Linked DNA regions of Mus musculus: regions 2 and 3 are each linked to region 1. A link is a contact called in public HiChIP or PLAC-seq data. All regions are on one chromosome and are shown on one strand. Each heading gives the region's core, a stretch centred on a gene start, on an enhancer-like site or on the middle of the called end of the contact. The rest is flanking DNA. Distances are from core to core; before and after follow the strand shown. Region 1 has its middle 15 kb from the start of Fbxo27. Region 2 holds the start of Fbxo17 (F-box protein 17). Region 3 holds the start of Acp7 (acid phosphatase 7, tartrate resistant).

The links. HiChIP or PLAC-seq counts read pairs in DNA pulled down with a chosen protein or histone mark.
Region 2: a contact with region 1 is called in an H3K27ac HiChIP or PLAC-seq map of embryonic stem cells, with 16 read pairs. The contact joins the promoter of Fbxo17 here to the enhancer-like site in region 1. A contact is called at or near these places in 14 of 39 promoter capture datasets (3T3-L1-derived adipocytes, the HPC-7 cell line, embryonic stem cells and 7 more), 1 of 15 datasets of contacts at CTCF or cohesin (pro-B cells), 31 of 484 Hi-C or Micro-C datasets (the AML12 cell line, the BV-2 cell line, the Ba/F3 cell line and 22 more), 13 of 115 datasets of contacts at active chromatin or transcription factors (CD8 T cells, DN3 thymocytes, the SCID.adh cell line and 7 more) and 3 of 9 other capture datasets (adipose tissue, liver and pancreatic islet).
Region 3: an H3K27ac HiChIP or PLAC-seq map of embryonic stem cells shows a contact between it and region 1, with 17 read pairs. The contact joins the promoter of Acp7 here to the enhancer-like site in region 1. A contact is called at or near these places in 13 of 39 promoter capture datasets (the 3T3-L1 cell line, 3T3-L1-derived adipocytes, HPC-7-derived erythroid cells and 9 more), 7 of 484 Hi-C or Micro-C datasets (B cells, the C2C12 cell line, the G1E-ER4 cell line and 3 more), 4 of 115 datasets of contacts at active chromatin or transcription factors (embryonic stem cells and trophoblast stem cells) and 4 of 9 other capture datasets (adipose tissue, embryonic stem cells, liver and 1 more).

The regions. Positions count from the first base shown.
Region 1 is chr7:28,676,069-28,680,315 of GRCm38.p6, reverse strand. No RefSeq gene overlaps it. Among named protein-coding and RNA genes, the nearest start is that of Fbxo27, 15 kb to the left of the region's middle. Within about 2 kb of position 2,980, at least 44 of the 459 cell types and tissues checked have an H3K27ac peak or open chromatin away from gene starts, as enhancers often do. A contact at or near this core is called in CD8 T cells, the SCID.adh cell line, Sertoli cells and 6 more, where this site is marked.
Region 2 is chr7:28,715,087-28,719,234 of GRCm38.p6, reverse strand. Fbxo17 (F-box protein 17) reads right to left here and starts at 2,445. Exons shown (of 7, transcript NM_015796.2): 1 at 2,197-2,445.
Region 3 is chr7:28,628,799-28,632,669 of GRCm38.p6, reverse strand. It overlaps Acp7 (acid phosphatase 7, tartrate resistant), which reads left to right and starts at 1,757. Exons shown (of 13, transcript NM_175319.5): 1 at 1,757-1,826; 2 at 2,960-3,211. The coding sequence starts at 3,091.

The sequences.
Region 1 (4,247 bases), core at 1,731-4,230:
AAGCAAGAACTGAAACAGAGTAAAAAGAAAAGAAGAAGCAGCCTGAAGCCATTTGGGAAATTCTGGGGACTTTGTAGGCAATAATATGGTGAGTGTGGCTTGGGAAGTTACCCATACACAAAAGCCTTGACTAAACAGCTGACTCCGTTTCCCTTCTTATTCTAAGTCTTATACAGGAGGTGTCAGAGGACACAATCCAGACTGATCCAGTTTAAAGATTTATTGGCTTTTACTTCCACTTCTAGAGCCCAGTAACACCTCGCTCTACAATGGGTGTTCTGAGGGGCTGAGCAGAAAGATAAAGGAGGCTGGAGAACACCGGACAGAGGACAGAAAGCAGACAGGTCATTTCACAAAGCTTTCCATGAAATGACGAACAAAGAGAAGACTTCTGGCTCACCCAGGACTCCTGGGGAACTGGGCAACTGTTTCTCACCAGCCTTAAGGAAGGTGTAGAACTTTAGCCTCAGCGACCCCAGTGTGGTTTTGTGCATAGGGCCTACTGCAGAGCTCAGTCCAAACGGTTCGTCTGTCCGTCCGTCTGTCTGTCTGTCTTCTAGCTACCTTTTAAAATATTTTAAGATTGACTTATTTTTTTCTGTGTTGAGTGTTTCTGTATGTGCACGGTGTGCATGCCTAGTGCCTGCAGAGGCCAGACTTCTTATCTTATGAGTTGGATCCCCTGGAATGCGCTGGACTTCCAGACAGTTGTGAGCTGCCCTGTTGGTGCTGGGAATGGTAGCATACTTGCCTAGCATTGAAGAAGGGCTGGGATCATCCTCCAGCACCACGTGGGCATGATGGTGTAGTGTATGCCTATAACCGCAGCTCTAAGGAGATTGGAGACAACAGGACCACAGATTCAAGGCTATCCTTGGCAATGAAGGGAGTTCTAGGCTAGCTTGGGCTTCTTGAGACCCTGTCTCAAAAAACAAAACAAACCAGAAAAACCAGCTAGTGGATATAAAACCATAATTCTCACCTGAACAAAAGGCAGTTTATTCTGGAGCTAAGGCAGTTTATTCATGGAGTGTCCATGGCCGGGAACATCGATTCAGATACAGGTTTTCCATTAATACCATGTTCTCTCCTGCCAGGGTTTCTCTCTGCAGCCCTGGTGGTCCTGGAACCGGTTGTGTGGACCAGGCTGGCTTTAAACTCAGAGATCTGTCTGCTTCTGCCTCCCAAGTGCTAGGTGGGAGGCAAACTACCACCTGGATCTTCCATGAAGTTTTATAAAAGGAAACCCATATATCCAGACACTTCTAAAATACCTGGGTGGACATATCAGGTGAGCCTAGCTCAGATAAGTAAGGAATCTTAGCAACAGGCCTCAGATGCTCTCTGAAGTCTTAGCATTTTGGTTGGTGGGAGCTAGTGTTCTGTGCTACATTCCAAAAGCTTTACCTAACAGCCACAGAGACATTAGGTCACACGGTGGACGGCCATAAATGGCCGTGGATGTTAAGGTTTGGTCAAGATAACTAGGTTCTGGGCTTGCAGCACTTTAACCTCTCCAGTTCCACTGAATCAGCCCGTGGTCCAGCAGGTGTGGAGGAATTCCACAATCTGAAACAAACAGAGTATGGCTACATATGCTGGAGGCAGAATGACTGATATATAGCCCAGGCAGGCCAAGGCTGCACAGGAGACTCGGTCTCAAAAGAGACCAAATGAAAACAAGACTGAAAGCAGTTGAGGCAAAATAGTAAAGTTTTATAATATAATTGACAGATATGTGTTGCTGAAATAATATGTCCTCAGTGTTTCTTAGAACGAAAACAGTTTTTAAAGATTTGGGTATGGTTAATTTCAGTGTGTGATGATTTTTTTTTTATTTGCAACTTAAAAAAATAATTCTGTTTCTGGTTAACTGTTGTTGTTAACGGAAGCGGATCAACCCAGGATATGGGTTTTGTACTTAAAAGGTTACCTCGAGAAAGACTTGGGGCCACACTGGGACCCTGAGCACCCATCGCAGTCACCAGACCATTAATAAAGATTTTCTATTGGCTTAAACGCATGCTCAAGCAGTCTTCTCGGATTGGTACTCCACGACAGGTCCTTGGGACCCTGTCCCTCGGTCCTCTTCCTAACAAGTTCTATTATTTTTCTTTTCTTTTCTTTTTTGTTTTTGTTTTTTTGTTTTTTGAGACAGGGTTTCTCTGTATAGCCCTGACTGTCCTGGAACTCACTTTGTAGACCAGGCTGGCCTCGAACTCAGAAATCCGCCTGTCTCTGCCTCCCAAGTGCTGGGATTAAAGGCGTGCGCCACCACTGCCTTTTTCTTAATATAAAGCCGAAAAAGGAGATTTATTCAGTGTGGCCACATTTGGGAGAAGGACAAGTGACCCAGGGAAACTGTTTTGGGGCCCCTGAAGCGAGATTAAAATTTAAACAGAGGCCAGAGATCTGCGCTTTTGAGCAGTCTTCGTCAAGGTGTGGCGCAGCTGGGGCTGACACGGCCTTGCCTGTGCTTCAGGCTCTTCCTGGAAGGGGGTGGAATCTCTCCATGGAGACAAGGCTCCGCTCTGCCTAGGGCTTTTCCCTTCTTGCAGAAGGAGACTCCTGAGGAAATGTTCATTTCTCTGGGATCCAGTGTTTTTTAATGGTCTGACAGACTGAGAGACGCAAGGGTCTCATTAGAATACATTTATTCCTGCCAGAACAGAACAAGTCCCCACTTTTGGGGGTGGGGGTGGGGGTGGGGAGAGGTTCTCGCTGTCTTGGAATTGACTCTGTAGACCAGGCTAGCCTTGAACTTGCAGAGTTCTGCCTGCCTCTGCCTCCTCGGTGCTGGGATTAAAGGCCACATTGGCCAGCTGAATTCCTCACTTTCTATATGCCTATGTTGGGAACAAATGTAAACGGAATACAAGTAGGGATTAAGGGCTGAACCCGCAGTGTCAGGTGGTGAGCAAGCGGTGTTTCCATAACCGCTTGGCCCACCTCCCAGCTCAGCCCCTCCCACTCACCTGGGTTACGGACACTAGTTTAGATCATTTACAAGAGTTACCGCCTTTGTTCTCCGTTTCCTGTTTAAGGAAGTGAAGAATGTAGAAAAGATTGCAGGCTGCAAAAGATTTTAATCTAGAAATTCTCTAGTGGGACCTGTAGAGGTGTGGCTTGCTAGGGGTGTAGCATGGGTGGGGGTTTAAAAATATGTTTTTGTTTGTTTGTTTGTTTGTTTGTTTTTCTTGCCTCAGGACGCCTGCCTTTTTTCCAGGTGCGGATTGTAGGTCTTATAATTTTGGTCGTATGCATGATGAGTCATGTCTAGGCAGGAGCTGATCAGTAGAGGCTCTTCTCTCCTAGTATATACATGGACCTAGAACTGATTCAGGCTGCCTGGGCTCATGCTCTCTAGTACTAGATCTGATTGGTTGCAAATTAGTCACACAAGAGTTGCTGGGGAAGAATTGGGTCGGACTTTGCCAGGAAGGGATTGTGTGAAGGTGTGCACAGGGTGGGGGTGGCGTATCCCCAAGTTGCTAAACTATCTCTGCAATCTGTTGCTAGACTATCTCGGTCTCTGTCAACAGCACCCTTGCTGGCTCCCCTCTGCCGGCCCTAGTGGTAGCGACTAGGAATTAGATCGGCCCTGAGACCAGTCAGTCAGGATGGCACCCTGAGACCTCACCTTGGACTGTTGTAGCTGAGGACATTGACTTCCTAAAAACAATAGAGACAAGGCAACCTACTGTGAGCAGCTTGGCATTCACTTGGTCCCTCTTCCTCTTCCACACTCTTATCTAGATATGTTTTGTCTGTCTGTCTGTCTGTCTGTCTCTGTGAGGGTGTCAGATTCCCCTGGAATTGAAGTTACAGACAGTTGTGGGCTGCCATGTGGATGCTGGGAACTGAACCCGGGTCCTTTGGAAGAGCATCCAATGCTCTTAACCGCTGAGCCATCTCTTCAGCCCCTCACAACCCTTCCTTAAAACACCAAACAAAAAGTCAGAAACAGCAATCCACTTTTGTGATGTTCCCTACTGGACTGCTCGGGTAACCTGAGTTGTTACTGTGAGGCCCCGACTTAAAGTGTTTCTCCAGCCCCTGAACGGTCCCCAAGCTTGTATTCCCTGATCTCTAAAAATACAGCCAGAAAGAAGCTCTTTGTTCTTTATAGCCAGCAAAAAGCCTTTTTGTTTTTATACCTTACAACCAGAGATGCGATAATTGTAAAAAGACCTAGCCAGGCGCTTGCTTAGCTCCCTGTGCCAAGGACACGGAGATAAATTCCACAA
Region 2 (4,148 bases), core at 1,196-3,695, 39 kb before region 1:
TCAGCACTTAGGAGGCGAAGGCAGGAGGATTTCAGTATATCTGAGGCCACTGTAAGGATACATAGTAAGGTGTATGGGATAACTTTTTTTTTTTTTTTTTTTGAAACTGTATCTCCAAAAAAAAAAAAAAAAAGCAAAACCCATAACACATAAAGAAGATTTTCTAATTAGCTACCCAGAAAGTACAAAGCAGAATAAGGTAAAAACTATATACCAATGCTCGAATATTAGCCATGCCTGTATGTCGAGTATGTGTGTTGGTGAGTGCGGCGGCTGGAAGTCCAGCTTAAGCACCCTTCCCATGCTCTCCAGCTGTTTTCTGTTGGAGCGCATGGACCTGGCTAACCTGGATAGTGAGTAAGCTCCAGAGACAACCCCCCCATCCCCTCTTCCTGGGTTTATCTGCGTGCTCATCTTGCTTTGGCTTTTTTTGTGGGTGCTGGGGATCTGAACTCAGGTCCCTGTGTTTGCCAGGTAAATGCTTTATGGATTTGGCCATCTCCCCACGTGTACAAATTACATATTTTGAAAAGTAAACCCATTGCTATTTTAACTGATTGCATAGAAGGTGGGTGCTCCTTTAAGGAACCCTTTGTCTTCATATAAATTCTGTCCCTCTGACTGGTCTATTTGCTGGTATTCTCTTAGGACATTTAGATAATTTGTCTTCGTTAGATTTTCTATAGCTGTGAAAAAAACACCAATAGCACCTTTGGGAGGAAAGGGTTTATTTTAGTGCATAGCCTGTAGTTCATTATCCAGAAATCAGGGCAGGGATCTGGAGGCAGGAGCTGATGCAGAGGCCATGGAGGATGGCTGCTTACTGGTTTGCTTCTCAGGGCTTGCTCAAACTGCTTCCTTATAGAACCCAGGACCACCAGCCCAGGGGCAAAACCACCCAAAAGAAAGGACTGGGCTCTCTCACATCAATCACTAATTAAGAAAATGTACTACTGGCCAAACTGATGGGGGCATCTGTTCAGTTGTGGGACCCTCTTCCCAAGTGATGTTAGCTTGTGTCAATTTGACATAAAACTAGTCAGCACACGGTCATTGTTTAAAATCAGATTTGCGCAGAGGCAGGCTCTGAGTTCGAGGCCAGCCTGGTCTACAGAACGAGTTCCAGGACCGCCAGGGCTACTGGCGAAAAACAGAACAAAACAAAACAAAACAAACCACTAAAATCAGATTTGTGTTATTTATACTTCCAAGACAGGGAGTGGAATAAACTGAAGAAATGAACTCAGAAGAACAAACGTTACACGGAAAGGAATAAACACAGCTGAAATGCATCAATGTAGCTAAGTCAGGAAACAGCCTGAGACCCTGAAGCACGCATTCTGCAAAGGGGCTGCCAGCCAGAGTGATCCAGCCGCGGCCCAGGGCCTACATGTTGGTCTGGGCTGGCTATTTCTTTTCCCCCTTTTCGGTTGGCTATTTGGGACATGGGTAGAGCTGCGAGAGGGGGTGCTGGGAGAACCTTTTCTTCTTTTTTTTTTTTAAATTTGATTTTAAATAAAAAGTAAGATGTTATTGTTGCGCAAGTGTTTGATGTGTATGCGTGTTAGTGTGTGGGTCAGAGGACAACACGTGGGTCTCCATTCTCGCCTTTAACTCTGAGTCTTGAGAATCACCAGGAGGCTTGGCGGCAGGCACTTTTTCCTGCCACCATCGACCCGGTAGACCTAGTTCCATAAAAACAAAGTATGTATGAAACGTGGGAAATGAAGCCCACTACTTTGTATGCTATCTTAAATGTTAGTAAAAAATAGTAGGGTGTGGCTGCGCACGGGTTTAGTCCCAGTACTGAAGAGGAAGAGGCAGGGGGATCTCTGAGTACAAGGCCAGGCTGGGCTACATAGCAAGGCCAGTCAGAGGTACAAAAGAAAAGAAAAAGAAAAACCACACACACACACACACACACACACACACACACACACACGGAATGTAAAGTCTTCTCAGTGGGACTTGTAGCTTTGCAACTTGCACGTGTACAGCTAGCTCAGTGTAAGAGTGCACTGCATAAGGGAAGAGTCTGGGAAACGATGTACAGACTCCTGGAGACTGCGTCCCTGGGGTGGGGTGGGTTGGGGGCGGGGAGGGGCACACAGAGCCAGTGGAGAGACTCCTCCATTCTCCAGACTGCTCCAGCCGCTGGTTTGGACACGACCCTCGAGTCCCATCCCAGGTCCGTACCTGTCCGGGAGCTCACCGGGCGGCCTGCTCTGAGTTGGCGGGGAAGATCCAATCCCTACCCGGCGCTGGAGGCAGTCGAAGAGTAACCCGAGGTCCGGGAAGTCAGCCCCGTGATCTGGGGTCCTAGTGGACCGTCTTCTTCTATGCTCAGGATCCCGGGGCCACCGGGCAACGTTGCAGCCTGAGTGAGCCCGGCCCAGGGCCGCCGAGCTAGGCCGCCTGTCCCTGAAACGTGGCTGCCAATCCCCTGGTGGACACCCCGGGCACCTCCCCTGCCCCCTTCCCTGAGACCCGCCCCGCCCCACTCTTCCGCCCCAGGCAGCTTTTCCTAACACCGTCGTCAGGGTAAATTCTTTGGTCCCTAGCGAAAGGCTCAGCTGTGGCTCTGACCGCAGATTTGAAACCAGAGAATGAAAGCAGAGACAGGATCGGTTCTTGGAAGCAGAATCCGTCTTTAGCAGAACCGTTCAACACGCGGGCTCCGCAGCAATCGCTACTCAGCTGTTCAGCTTAAGCGAACCCTTCCCCTCCAGGAAGATCAGCGACGCCCCCCCCCCATGACTCCTTAAATTTATTTATTTACTTATATATTCACTACCACCACCACCCATCTCCCACCCACTATGTAGCTATCCAGGAACACTATGTAGATCAGGCTGGCCTGAAACTCACAAAGATCCCCCTGCCTCTGCCTCTTGAGTGATAGGCTCCAAGGCAGATAACAGTACTTCTCAGCTATTGTTATTATTTTAGATGTATTATTTATTTTCATTTTGTGTGTGTACTGGGTGGTTTTGTGTGTTAACTTGACACAACTAAGAGTCATCGGGGAGGAAGGGGCCTCCGTTAAGAAAATGTCTCCATGAGATCCAGCTGTAGGGCATTTTCTCAATTAGTGATTGATTGGGGGGGGGGAGCAACCCATTATGAGCGGTGCTGTCCCTGGACTGGTAGTCCTGGGTTGTATAAGAAAGCAGGCTGAGCAAGCCATAAGGAGCAACCTTCCACTGCTTCTGCATCATCTCCTGCCTCCAGGTCCCTGTTCTGTCTGGGTTCCTGTCCTGACTTCTTTCAATAATGAACAGCAATGTGGAAGTATGAGCCAAATAAGCTCTTTCCTCCCCAACTTGTTTTTTGGTAACGGTGTTTCATTGTAGCAATAGAAACCCTAACCAAGACAATGTATATGAGTGTTTGCCTTCCTGTGCCTATGTGAACCACATGCATGCAGTATCCACAGAGGCAGGCAGGGGTGCTGTGAGCCTTGGAGTTACAAATGGCTGTGAGCTATTGCAGAAACCAGACTCAGGTTCTCTGTAAAAAAAACAGTCAACGCTCTTAACCACTGAGCCATCTCTCCAGTCTTTTCCAGGGTCTTTGTCAATCACTTTTCATTATTTATCTATGTACTTATTTATTTTTTTATGTGTTTTTATTGTGTGTAGGTGCAACACATGCATGGGAGTGTCGTTGCATGTGTGTGGGTCAGAGGTCATCTTTCCTTCAGCGGTGGGTTCTGGGGATTGAACTCGGGTGTCGGGCAGGCTCCGTCATATACTGAGCCATCTTGCTAGGCATACACTTTATTTTTCTGGAACAGGGTCTCTCAAACAATCTGGAAGTCCCAGGGATCCTTTTGTCTTTCACTGAGTCAGGGCTGTGGTGACTGATGTGGCCACACTTTGCTTTTTATAAGCGTGTTAGGGAGCCAGACTAAGATACTCATCCCTGTGCAGCAAGCACTTCACCAACTGAGCTACCATCTTAGCCTCTTACTTATTTTATTTTAAAACCCTTCTCACTCTCCGTAGCCCGGGCTGGCCTCGAACTCACCATCCTCCTGCCTCTGTCTTCTGAGCACGGTGATTTCGGGCTTCTGCGGCCATGCTGAGTTCGTGAGTGTGTATTTAAGGATGCCCACAGAGTTTGCTCCTGTGGCTCACGCAGGATGG
Region 3 (3,871 bases), core at 508-3,007, 46 kb after region 1:
CCAGGTTAACTGTTCTTTTGGATCTGATGCTAGACTTGACGTTTAATGAACTAAGGAGTCAGCATGGCCTGCTGTGCTGGTGACTGCAGTCCCAGCACACAGGAATAGACGGACTGCAGAAAAGGCTGGAGGCTAGCCTGGGATACATAGTAAATTCCAGTCCAGCCTGGACTACATTTCAAGACCTCTCAATTTAACGCCCCCCCCCTCTACTCGGACCCACCAAAATACAAACAAATTCACAGATATACAAATAAATAGATCTAATAAAGAATTTAAAACAAACAAACCAACAAGTCAGGCACTGTGGCACGCGCCTGTAATCCTTGCATTTGATAGGCTGAGTCTAGAAGATCAGGAGTGCTGGGCAGTGGTGGCTCATGCCTTTAATCCCAGCACTTGGGAGGCAGAGACAGGCGAATTTCTGAGTTCGAGGCCAGCCTGGTCTATAGAGTGAGTTCCAGGACAGCCAGGGCTATATAGAGAAACCCTGTCTTGAAAAACAAAACAAAACAAAACAAAACAAAACAAAACAAAACAAAACAAAACAAAACAAAACAAAACAAGATCAGGAGTTCCAGGCTAGCCTCAGCTATGGAGTAAGTGAGTTCCAGTCTAGTCCGGATTACATAAAATCCTGTTTTCAAATAAACAAATGAGAAAGCACATGTGTTTCCGTATGACACACTTGCTTTAAAAATATTTGGCTGTCCATAACTTGGTGGCATAAAAACAGGAGCAGCCAGGAGTCACGTTAGGTTTGCAGTAGGCATCCTTTGCATAAAACCCGGCTAAGATGCTTCCATTCTGGAAGGCCACCAAGAAAAATAACAAGAAGAGGTTTTGATTGTGGCTGCTAGAGTAGCGGTGAGCCAGAGCTGAAATTGATAAAGAGAGTTGTTTGTGGCGTTCTGCTTTAAGATAGGGTCTTGTTAGGGAGCCTAGCTGGCCTCAGGTTCCTGGCCTCCTGGTCCAGCCTCCTACAGATTGGGATTAAGGGGTGTACCACTACGACCAAGTGATTATTTTATCTTTGAGACAGGCTCACACTCGTTACTGTGTAGCCCTGGAACTCATCGCAGAACAGGCTAGCTGGCTTTGAACTCATAAGGACCCTCTGCCTCCGGTGTGCAGGAGATAAAGGGCGTGCAACACTAGCCCCAGATCCGAGTGATTTATCAATTATTATTATTATTATTATTATTATTATTATTATTATTATTATTACATTTTAAGCTGTAATGAAAAGGGGTAGGGAGTTCAAAAATCCTAAAGACCGGGGACTCCCGCCCCGAAGTCAGACTCCACAAGCTCCACCTCCAAAGACCTAGAACTGCTTACAAAGCTAAACTGCAGAGTCATCGCACAGAAAATGCGTGTAAGACAGAAAACCTCTCTTCCCCCAAGAACGTGTCTGCTGTGGATCTGGGAAACCCTAAGCGCACTTTGCTGAAGGCCTCTTCAGCATCTAGACAGCTCAAATTCCACTTGTTCCCACCTTGACAGGGGTGTGGGGGGGGTGGGGGCGGCTCTGGACTTGAACTCGGTTCTTAGGGTAGCACACCGGGGTATGTGCCAGCCATCTCCTCCTTTTTTACAGGTGAGAAAACAGGCTGTAGCGAGATTGAGCAACTGCGCCTAGGGCACCGGGCTCACAAACACCATTGTCACCAGGGCCTTTGGAGTTTGTGTTTTCCAGGATACCCTGCGGGGGTCTGAGGGAGAGTCCCGGCTCTGGGAAGCAGGAAGGAGCTGAGAGGAAGATGCTGAGGGCTCAACGGAGATGGATGGGAATCCCAGGATCGCGGCCTCCCTTGGGACTGAGGGTGGGTTTCTGTCACCAGGGGGTCTCCGCAGCTGGGGCGGTGGGACGCCTGGGGACAGGGCAGCCTTACCTGTCCCGGCGCTAACCTGCTGTCTGGCTCGGAGGTGGCGGCGTCCCATGCTTTTCTGGGTCCCCTCTTTCTGCGCCCCACCCTGAGGGGGGCGTGAGGGTGGGCGTGGGGCGCCAGGGACCGGCCGGACCTGTGGGACACGGGGCTCGGGCTGTCTGGGGAGCCCGTCACCTGAAGCAGCCGGCTCTTCCGGGGCTGGGACACCTGTGGGCGGCGGGAGCCTGTGTCCCTGCAAGCTCATAAATACTGCAGCGCATCGGTGGCCGAGAGGACCGTGAGGGCGGCTGGCGCGCCCCTGAGGGTGAGCCGGCGTCCCCTTCCCGATTGCGCCCCCCACCCCACGTCCCAGCTCTCGACCTTCGGTGGACGGTTCTTTCAGACCCGAGGCACCTGTCCAGGTCCCGAGGGCAGGTGGACCGAACTTCAGAACCTCAGCTGGCCTGGGAGCTGAGGAGAAACCGGGGTTCAGGCAATGCAGGTTCAGGGCTGGAGAGGCAGCTGGGATGAGGATGGAGCCCGGGGAGGAGAGAGATCTGAAGGCAAGATGGGATGTTGGGGAGGGGAATGAGAAGAAGCCGCTCCAGGCAGGTGGAGCTAATGAGAAATCTGGGAGTAGAGTTGGAGTTATCGGGTCCGGAGGAATAAGTGGAAATCTGAGGATGAATTAGAGAGGCTGAGGGTACAGTGGGATGCTAAGAATCTGGAGAATAGGTCGCTAAGAGAAGACAGAGATGTTGGGGATGGCGTTGTCAAAGGCATCCCCGCCCCCCAGCCTCCTAGCCCCCTCCCAGGATCAGGAGCCTGGGCCGGAAGGGTTCAAACTCAGCTGCATCTCATCCTAGCCTTGCCACTGAGTCACTCGGTTGCTCAGTTTCCTATATGTGACTGGGTTGGTGATGTCTGTCGCCACCACCTCATAGGAATGCTGTGAGGCCTCCTGCCATTAATCTATGCAAAGTGCTGAGCAGCGAGGCTCAGAAACCTCATTAATTATTCTCTCACCAGCATCTCCTTCACCACTCCCCTCAGAGACGTTTCAGTCATTCAGTCTTCCTCCCCCACAGACATCCTGACAGACGGACACACGGCTCTGCCTGGCATCGGTCCATTCTCCATCCTCTGTGGGACCCACCAGCGGAATTTGATCACATCCCTGCATTCCACTCGGCTTCCCACCATCCCCTTTCTTCCTACCATGAGCCCCTTTCTTGGAGGCTGGCTCTTCTTCTGCATGCTCCTGCCTTTCTCCCCGGGAGTCCAGGGAGCCCAAGAGTATCCTCATGTTACACCAGAGCAAATCCATCTGTCCTACCTGGGTAAGTGTTCCGGACCCCTCACCTCATTCTGCTGCTCTTTCTTCAGCCTTGAAGTCCACTGTTGGGTGAAGGGCTCAGTTTGAGAAGCCCAGGCTGGTGACTTGTCCTTCCAGCCTCAGTGGTGTGCCTCTGTGAAATGGGATTTCAGCAGGCTGGTGTCCCATTGTGTGGGGAAGGATGATGGTAATCGCCCATCACAAGCTGCTGTGCTCCAGCTCTGAAGGGACTCCCTTGGCTCTCTGCTTTGCTATCTTATCTCAGGGCTTCGAATGTTATCACCCTGACTTCTGAAACCAGTTGTGGAAGAAACCAGTAAATGATGGTGGGGAATGAGAGAAATGGGCCACCTCTTTATCCATCTTTTCTTCTTTCTGGCAGAAAACGGGTCTCTTCCATCTCCTCTGGGTTTTGGAAATAGGTTCATGTAGCCCAGGCTGGCCTCAAATTTGCTTTGTAGCCTAGGCTGACCTTGAGTTCCTGAGCCTCCTGCTTCTACCTCCCAAGTATTTGTTTTATTCTTTTGAGAGTTTCTCACATTTGTAGCCCAGGATAGCCTGAGAGTTTCCCTGTACCTTCAGTCTTAGTCTTTCAGGTGCTAAGTTTGCAGGAGTGAACTACTATGTCTCTTTTTCCTTTTTCTTCTTTCTTCTCCTCTCTGTC